2 separate regions of the Ovis aries genome follow, and region 1 is linked to region 2. A link is a contact called in public Hi-C data. All regions are on one chromosome and are shown on one strand. The core of a region is the stretch at or near the end of the contact, and the rest is flanking DNA. Distances in the headings are between cores, read along the strand shown. Region 1 has its middle 160 kb from the start of PPP1R3B. Region 2 overlaps ERI1 (exoribonuclease 1).

Evidence for each region. A called contact is a pair of places that touch in the nucleus more often than the background predicts.
Region 1: a Hi-C map of liver shows a contact between it and region 2, with 2.6 times the contacts expected there. The contact joins two enhancer-like sites. A contact is called at or near these places in 10 of 16 Hi-C or Micro-C datasets (hypothalamus, liver, mixed tissues and 5 more).

What each region holds. Positions count from the first base shown.
Region 1 is chr26:24,489,500-24,493,791 of ARS-UI_Ramb_v3.0, reverse strand. No RefSeq gene overlaps it. Among named protein-coding and RNA genes, the nearest start is that of PPP1R3B, 160 kb to the right of the region's middle. Within about 2 kb of position 2,666, at least 28 of the 54 cell types and tissues checked have an H3K27ac peak or open chromatin away from gene starts, as enhancers often do. A contact at or near this core is called in liver, where this site is marked.
Region 2 is chr26:24,215,354-24,220,063 of ARS-UI_Ramb_v3.0, reverse strand. ERI1 (exoribonuclease 1) reads right to left here. Exons shown (of 7, transcript XM_004021747.5): 4 at 3,068-3,151; 5 at 1,624-1,733. Among named protein-coding and RNA genes, the nearest start is that of ERI1, 11 kb to the right of the region's middle. Within about 2 kb of position 2,648, at least 2 of the 54 cell types and tissues checked have an H3K27ac peak or open chromatin away from gene starts, as enhancers often do. A contact at or near this core is called in liver, where this site is marked.

The sequences.
Region 1 (4,292 bases), core at 1,417-3,916, 270 kb before region 2:
AATAGAAGCATCAGCTCAGTCTGTGCCTCCATCTTCACAGATTACCCCCTTTGTAAGGACATCACTCATATTAGATTAAGGTTCATCCTCTTCCACTATGCTGGAGGAGATAGTGGCAACCCACTCCAGTATTCTTGCCTGGGAAATCCCATGGACAGAGGAGCCTGGTGGGCTACAGTCCGTGGGGTCACAAAGAGTTGGACACAACTGGGCGACTGAACATTCCTCCAGTATGATCTCTCATCTCATTACATCTGCAATGACCCTATTTCTAAACAAGGTCATGTACTAGGGATGGGGTTAGGACTTTGACATATGAATTTGGAAGGCTGGGGACACGTTGTAACCTATAACATCTGTCCTCACTCACATCAGAGCATGGGGCGAGGTGAGAGTCATCTCCCCATGCAATTGGAGTCTGTCAAGACGCAAGATCAGGAGTTCTGGGAAGCAGACATAACTGTTTTTGGCAGAGGTGATCTGTGTTTACCTTAAAATATATGTTGACTTTCCAAACAAACTCCATCTTCTTACTGTCCCAGAAACCACTTTGCAACCCAAATGTTCAATAAGGGCTCATCAGCGTGGATGCCTCTTAGGAAATTCAGGGTATGTAAGTAGGATGGGGGCGTCAGGACCTCTTAGCCCTGGTAGGGACCAGCCAGCACAGACCCGCTCTGTGGCTGCCCACTGTTATTCCAGCCTCGCAATCAGAGCTTCCCCCAGAAGCCGCTGGCATTTATTTAGAAACTAATTGTGCTGCGGTTTGGGACACGAAATGGAAAAAGATCAGTTCACATTGCAATCCATCTTGGAATGAAATGGCTGTTGTGGCACCAGAAGAAAATTGTTCCATTAAGTCAAAGGCAAACCTCAGTTTGAAGAATGGAAAGGCCAGAGCCTTGAGATGAGAGTCTATGTGTTTCAGAACCATCGCTGCATGTTAATAGCCCCGCTGACATCACAATGCCCGCGTCCTGTTGCCTGGAAAACTCCTTTACCCTCCCTCCCTTTCCCCTAACTGGTAATTCTCAATTATCCGCAAACATTTTAATGACAGCAACATTCTATTCTCAGACGGTCTGACCCTCGTCTTCTAAGAAAGCTATGACTTCTTTTCTAACATTTGGACTGTCCCCAACCTTTGAACTGCACTGCCTTTAAGATCTGGTTCTCTCCTCCAACAACCAGCAGAAAATCTTATAAGACACTCGTCTTACTGCACGCATGTGTCTGATTTCCCTTGGGAGCCTTTTAAAAATGCTGGGCTCCACCCCAGGCCTACTAAATTGGAATCTGCATTTTAGGATGCCCCCATGAGCAGAATGGGTTTCCCAGGTGGCACTAGTGGTAAAGAATCTGCCTGTCAACGCAGAAGATATAAGAGACATGAGTTTGATCCCTGGGTCGGGAAGATCCTCTGGAGTAGGGCATGGCAATCCACTCCAGTATTCCTGCCTGGAGAATCCTATGGGTGGAGGAGCCTGGCGGGCTATGGTCCATAGGGTCACAAAGAGCTGGACACAACTGAAACAACTTAGCATGCACAGATGCAAAGCAGAATATATCCATTCTCCCAGGGTGAGGGCTGGGTGCAGACGCAATAGATAACTGTCAAACCAATGAATGGATCCATATCTCTCAAGCACACACTCTATCCTTGGCTGACCACCATTAGTGGTCATAGAACGAAAACTACTATTAATATGAATTATTCATTTCCCAGGACCTGCTTAGTTCTCTGCAAAACAATCAATATTTCAATATGACACAAAGAATGGCCCATCTGCATTTCTGAATCAAACACAATTTTTTTTTTTAATCTTCCACTGTTTGGGATTCTGTGTCATTGTTTTAACAGCTCAATTAGGACTGCTAAAGTTAGTTAAAACTTTCTATAGTTTTTTTCATTGAGCATTAGAGATTGCTGACCCTGAAAGGAAACATCAGGATCATTGAGACCAACCTCACTCATCAGATGAGGATACCAACCTCTTCTCTTCCTTCACATTAGTTACAAGGCCTAAGGTATCTATTTGTCTGTTGTTGTTTTTAGTCACTCACTCAGTCGTGTCTGACTCTTTGCGAGCCCATGGACTGTAGCCTGCCAGGCTCCTCTGTCCATGGAATTTCCCAGGCAAGAGTACTGGAGTGGGTTGCCACTTCCTTCTCTAGGGGATCTTCCTGACTCAGGGATCAAACCCATGTCTCCTGCACTGGCAGGCAGATTCCTTACCCCTGAGTCACCTGGGAAGCCCCTGTTTCTCTCTCTCTGTCTCTGTGCATAATCTCTGGGACCCTGGGTCTCATCTACTCACACTATGGATATTTTTCCTGGGCTGCTCTTCCCTGGGCTGTTCCTTTTCTCTCCCTTGGGTTGTCCTCTGTGGTTCCTGACCACCACAGGAAGCTTCCAGACAATATAGAAATGCTGGCGCTGAAGTTCCTGGAGCTCCCAACTTCCCTCATATTCCCACAGGCCTAGACAGTTGCTCTGGATGTCTGGAGAAGAGTTCATTTTCCCAGAGAACACTGACAGGGGAAAAAAAAAAAAAAGAAAACCCATGTCATCTGTAGTGAGTAGGTCTGTCCATGAGGTGGTGTCGTTGGCACAACTGAAGCAGGTCAGGGCATAGAGGGAGGCCAATCGGATTGATCTTGAAATAATAAACCATGCCACCTCCGCACACTCCCATCCCCACATGTGACAAACACCTGCCTGGGCCTCTAGGGTGTGGACGATTTCGCAAAGAGGCTTCTCAGCTCCCAGGCCAGCTGCCTGGAGCCTAGGGAGCAGTCCAGGCCAGGGGACATGTGAGAAGCCGTGGGCGCGCTGGCTGTGTTCAGCGGACGTGAGAGCAGTGCTCCCTCTGTACCCGGCCGCCCCTCCTCCTTCCTGGGCCAGTGGGGTTGTCTGCTGTGGTCATTAATCGCCTGGGAAAGCCTTCCAGCCGACACACAAAGCCTGGCACTGAGGCTCCCAGTGCGCTGGGCTTCCCTGGCAAGCTCCTTCTGCCCTTTCAACACACACCTGGAGGTTCCTGTTGGGCGGAGTCCATTGAGACAGGATAGTCAACAAAAGCACCCCACATATGGAAAACATCCCTAGACCCCACATTTTGTGAGCAGCTCCCGCTGGTGTCTGAACCATGCTGAAATAAATAGTCCTTCTTTGCGTGGTCTTGAAGGAGAGAAAAGATGCTGTGAAAATCACTTACTAGTGACGCCTTCTCTGGGGTCAGTCTTGTTTTCCAATATTAGGAAGTTCCATTTCTATGTGGAACAAGTACCTTGTGTCTTCACCAGAGAGAGGGGACCGCAGACTCAGCTGACTCTCCCTGCTACAGGCCAGATGTTTTATGTTGTCACCGTCTGTTCATCAAAGACCCTGTTGTCCTGGGGCTTCACAGAGGGACAGGTCAGGCTCTGAAAGGGGGGACTTTGATACTTCCCTGGGGTCACACATGTGTCAGCCACAGAGGCAGGGCACACCCAGAGCTCAGGCTTTCTTTGCTGTATTACCTGTTGCATGGATACTAAACAAGTGTGGTTTTTGAATCGAAAGTCGTAACAGTTATAGAATAGCGCCCCTTAACATCTGGGTGGTCCTTTATGTATACAAAATGCTTTACTGTTGCCCAAGACCTGCTGAGACAAATCCTAGCACTGAGGTCCACCCTTCTTGGGTTCTGGCTCTCTCCTTGGCCACCTCTCCCACCGTGGCCTCAAGCCATGGGTCTCACCGCCGGGCTGGCCCTTGCTTCCCAGTTCACGGCAAATCTGATAATTAATCGATGCTGGAAGGCTGCCACCCATGCCCATTCCCTGGGGGGTTCCGGGGTCCTAGATCCTGGGTGGGCCTGGGAAGGTGAGCACCAGAGCGGAGGTGTGCCCTGTAAGCGAATTTGGCCTGTCTCTCAGGGTACCCAGGGCCAGCCTTGGCTGATGCCCAGCAAAACATCAGTGATGAGAGCACCACTCGGCAAAGCCCAGCTTCCTTCCTCACCCGCCAACAAATGTGATCTTTTGGCTGAAGCCCTTTAATTGGGAAATTAAGTCCTATGTGTCTAATTCCTAAGTTAAATTGGACCCAAGACTGAATTGGATCTGCACTGAAGAGGAACCAGAAATCTAATAAGTTCTGGGGTATGCTGAGCTCACTACATCATAGTAATAATATTGACATTTACTAGGTTCGTACTGTCAACCAAGCTCTAACTGTTTCACTCTACCAATTTCTTCCTTCAGAATACTGCAAGCACATATTACATGTGCCCAGAAAAATGAGGCAT
Region 2 (4,710 bases), core at 1,399-3,898:
AATGGTACCTATTGCAGAGGCTGTAAGACTTCAACAGAGACATCAGCATGAGTTATAATGTCTGGAGTAAAACATGAGGTAGGCTTTGAGTAATAAAGAGGTAAACAGTGAAGGAAGGGAACCTTCCAGCAGAGAGGAAAGTTGCATGCATACACTGAGGAAGGATAAAACCCTGTGATTCATGTGTCAGCCTGACTGGAGTGAAAAAGAGAAACAGCAGAAGGATTAGGCTACACAGGTAGGGTGGGATTAGATGAGAGCCTTGAAAGCCAGACTGAAGAGTTTGGACTTTTTTGAGCAAGAAGTGTAGTGATAAAAACAATAAAATCATTTAGATTTTGCATATTAATATTTAATCTTCTTCTAGTCCTGGATCAGACTGTTATTTCTTTTGCTCCTCTCTTTGACCCCTCAGTTCAGTTCAGTTGCTCAGTTGTGTCCGACTCTTTGCAACCCCATGAACTGCAGCACGCCAAGCTTCCCTGTCCATCACCAACTCCCGGAGTTCACCCAAACTCATGTCCATTGAGTCGGTGATGCCATCCAGCCATCTCATCCTCTGTCGTCCCCTTCTCCTCCTGCCCCCAATCCCTCCCAGCATCAGGGTCTTTTCCAATGAGGTGGCCAAAGTACTGGAGTTTCAATTTTAGCATCAGTCCTTCCAATGAACACCCTGGACTGATGTCCTTTAGGATGGACTGGTTGGATCTCCTTGCAGTCCAAGGGACTCTCAAGAGTCTTCTCCAACACCACAGTTCAAAAGCATCAATTCTTCTGCACTCAGCTTTCTTCACAGTCCAACCCTGACATCCATACATGACCACAGGAAAAACCATAGCCTTGACTAGACGGACCTTTGTTGGCAAAGTAATGTCTCTGCTTTTGAATATGCTATCTAGGTTGGTCATAACTTTCCTTCCAAGGAGTAAGCGTCATTTAATCTCATGGCTGCAATTACCATCTGCAGTGATTTTGGAGCCCCCCAAAATAAAGTCTGACACTGTTTCCCCATCTATTTCCCATGAAGTGATGGGACCAGATGCCATGATCTTCGTTTTCTGAATGTTGAGCATTAAGCCAACTTTTTCACTCTCCTCTTTCACTTTCATCAAGGGGTTTTTTAGCTCCTCTTCACTTTCTGCCATAAGGGTGGTGCCACCTGCATGTCTAAGGTGACTGATATTTCTCCCGGCAATCTTGATTCCAGCTTGTGCTTCTTCCAGCCCAGCGTTTCTCATGATGTACTCTGCATATTAAATAAGCAGGGTGACAATATACAGCCTTGACGTACTCCTTTTCCTATTTGGAACCAGTCTGTTGTTCCATGTCCAGTTCTAACTGTTGCTTCCTGACCTGCATATAGGTTTCTCAAGAGGAGGTTAGGTGGTCTGGTATTCCCATCTCTTTCAGAATTTTCCAGTTTACTGTGATCCATAGAGTCAAAAGCTTTCACCCCTAGGACTTAAAAATTTAACTAAGGATAAGGATATGAGAGGAAAATTATTGTCTGCTGTGGGGGGTCCTTCAGGAAATAATATTTTCTGTGGTTATTCTAAAAGTTAGATGAATAAGGATATCTTTAATCTTAAAAAGCAGATTAAGATAAATTTCCTAAATACTTACCCATCTGTTAATATGGAATATTTATACTTTGTCCCTAATTCCTTCAGTTTCATCCAGTCAATGACTTTTTTCAGTACCTGAGGGAAGGTATCGGCTTTGTCTACTTGATCCTGAGGATATGAATGTATAATACATAAAAATCACGGCAGTTACATGCAGTCCTACAAAATACTCAGCATACAAACACTGGAGGGACATGAAAGAGCAAGACACAGTCTTATCTATGATGTTTTGAACTCTGTGGTTTCTTAGGCTAAGATTCACTGAAAATTCCAATTGTAAGACGATTAAAAATTGTTTATAGCCAAATATTAGGAACTGCTTTCAACTGAAGTATATAATCGTCCCAAAATGAAGATTTAAGATCATCCACAGGCATTCTCTTTTTTCAGGCCTCAACCTAGTGGCTTCCTGATTCTCCAGAGGGGAGAAAAGGGCAATCTCTTCTTAGCTGAAAGCCCTGGCCCTCTACAGTATCTCTGCATCTCAAAGTTCACATCTTTCCAAAACATACTATATCCATCTTCCTAAGATGTAAATCATCCATCATATCACTTTCATACTTAAAATCCTCCAAACACTCCCCAAGGCTTTCCAGACAAAAAGGACACATAAGACCCTTCGTGATATAGCTCATCTCTATTACTTCAGCTTTATTTGTGACCATTTTCTCATCAGCCCATAAGATACCTGAACCATCCTGAACCACTTAAAAGTTCTGTCCTTCACACCTGAAATGCCCAGTCATTCTTTTACGTCTGTTTACCCATCATGACTCTGCCCAAGCTCACCAACTTGAGTTTTGCCCAGGACAGTCCTCCATTCCCTTTGTCAGAGAAAGGTCTTTCTACGGGGGCCCATGACACCCTGAGGAAACACTGACTGTCAGTAATCCTAACCATACTGTGACCACTGTTTTTTTTGTGTCAGTCCCCCCAACCTACAATTGCTAAGTGAGCTGAGGAGAGAGACTATCCTGACTATTTCTGTATCCCTTGTAGCTCGGCAGATATTACAGCACACCCTCAAATATTTGCTGAACAAATGAATACAGCAACTAAGTAAATGGACAAAGGGCCTGCCACATTAGAATACAACCAAAAATCAGAGACCTAAAAAAAATTACACTATATATAAAATCAGGTTGTAAACAGATATATTTTAAAACTTCATCCCCAAGTGCAGCATGGTAACTTAACTCTTTCTTCACTAATGCTCCAAACAAATGAAATGCTTAGATTCATCATTACAACACTTTAAAAGGAAAGGCTGAAAAATATCTTATCAGGTATAAAATGTGCTTTCCTAAGTATTACAAAGCAAAAGATCTTTACCAAGAAAGGAAAGTCTCACATTTAATTGTTTACAACAATAATTTTATGAAATAAATCCCTAATTTCAAAACTTCCTTCAAACTCTAGAAAAAGGAACACAGAGTGATAACCTGAGTAATTCCAGTTAGATTGATGCAGAAGTCAGAAAGTTGGGTGTTAATCTCTGGTCTCACATACTGCTGAAACGTATCTTCCTACAAGAGAAGGACAGCAAACTGAAGTATTTCTATGACTTAAGATACATGAAATAATATATGACAACATCAGCCACACTGGGTTGTAACCTTACAGGTGGTTAAGGCAGAGACTACAGTTTTAACAATTTAAGGATAATGTCCTATTCCCAAATTACTCTAATTTTTTAATTAAAAAATTATGTTTCACACTTTACAAACGTTTAAGATAGAACAAGTATCTGAAGTCTTCAAACCAAACTTTAACCAGAGGAGCAAAATGCTGATGATTTTGCTTATAATGTTTTGGAAATGTAAAGCCTATTAATGCAACCTCCAGTTGAAGATATTAAGAGCTTTTTAAATAACAGAAAGTATGTTTAAGAAATGCCAGTTTTCAGTTACAATTAGTTCAGATTCCTGCTCTCATTCACTCCTAATTAGATCTTATTTTTATATTAAGATTTCATTAAGCTGAATTCTGAGTAATCAAAATTTAACAATATGGCATGTAGCAGTTTAAAGAGTGGTAATTAATAGCACTAATTATTTTAGCAATGTTTAACCTCTTGAAGTTTTCAGGTTTGCATTCTTATTTTGTGCTCACAACAACTCTGTGAACTCAGTAAGGACAGAACTGTTATTATCAGGCTCAGATCTAAGTGCTTCTTCCTTTAGCCCAATGCTGCTTCCCTAAACCAGATCACACTAAGTCACTTGCTCAAATTAAGGACAATTTCAAAGTCTTTTAAAGATTTATTGGCAGCAATTATTAATACTAGCTAGCTACGAAGGAAAAGATAAAGAAAATTCCTTATAATAGAAGATTAAAAATTTAAGAAAAAATAGTGCTTACAAAATTCTTTTTACACATTTGTTTATTAAGCAGATGAATTATCAATAGTTAATAATTGTAAAAGAGTAAAAGAACAGCAAAGAACATTTGAACTTCTAAAGTTAAGAGACATCCTTTACTTATCAGACATATTTCAAAAGAAAAAATTCTACTTCTTGGATTTCTTAGATAAATGAAGTCTATCCTTTTAAGTATCAGGATTTTATTTCATAATTTTATATGAAAATCTTAAAAAAATGCAATATCTTACCATTACAAGCTGGTATTATTTAACATTTGTAACAGAATGATGCCATAGAACTAACTATGCATTCACTGACCAAATACTGAATAATTACTTAAATACATTACATAGTAAGTTAAAAGGTGATGAAGGTTCTTAAAAAGTTAAGAGTAGATAAGAGGGATCAGAAACACTGGTGTCTGGGGGTGTTCAGACTGAACAGAGAACCAGTTAGTCTTTATTTAGAAGGCAAGAGTTAAGGAAGGCCTGGAAGGATGGGCGGGAGGAAGGAAATTAGCAGGAAGATCTCTGGAGGAAAGGAATTTGAGCTAAAGCTCTGGGAGGTGAGGGGGTGGAGCATGCCTGGCATTTCTGAGAAGCAGCAAGCAGGTCAACATGCTGTAATCAGAGGTAACTAGAGGCCAGATTGTAAAAGGAATATCACTTTTATTCTGAGTTAAATGGGGAGCCATAAAAGGGTTGTGATCAGAGGAATGAAAC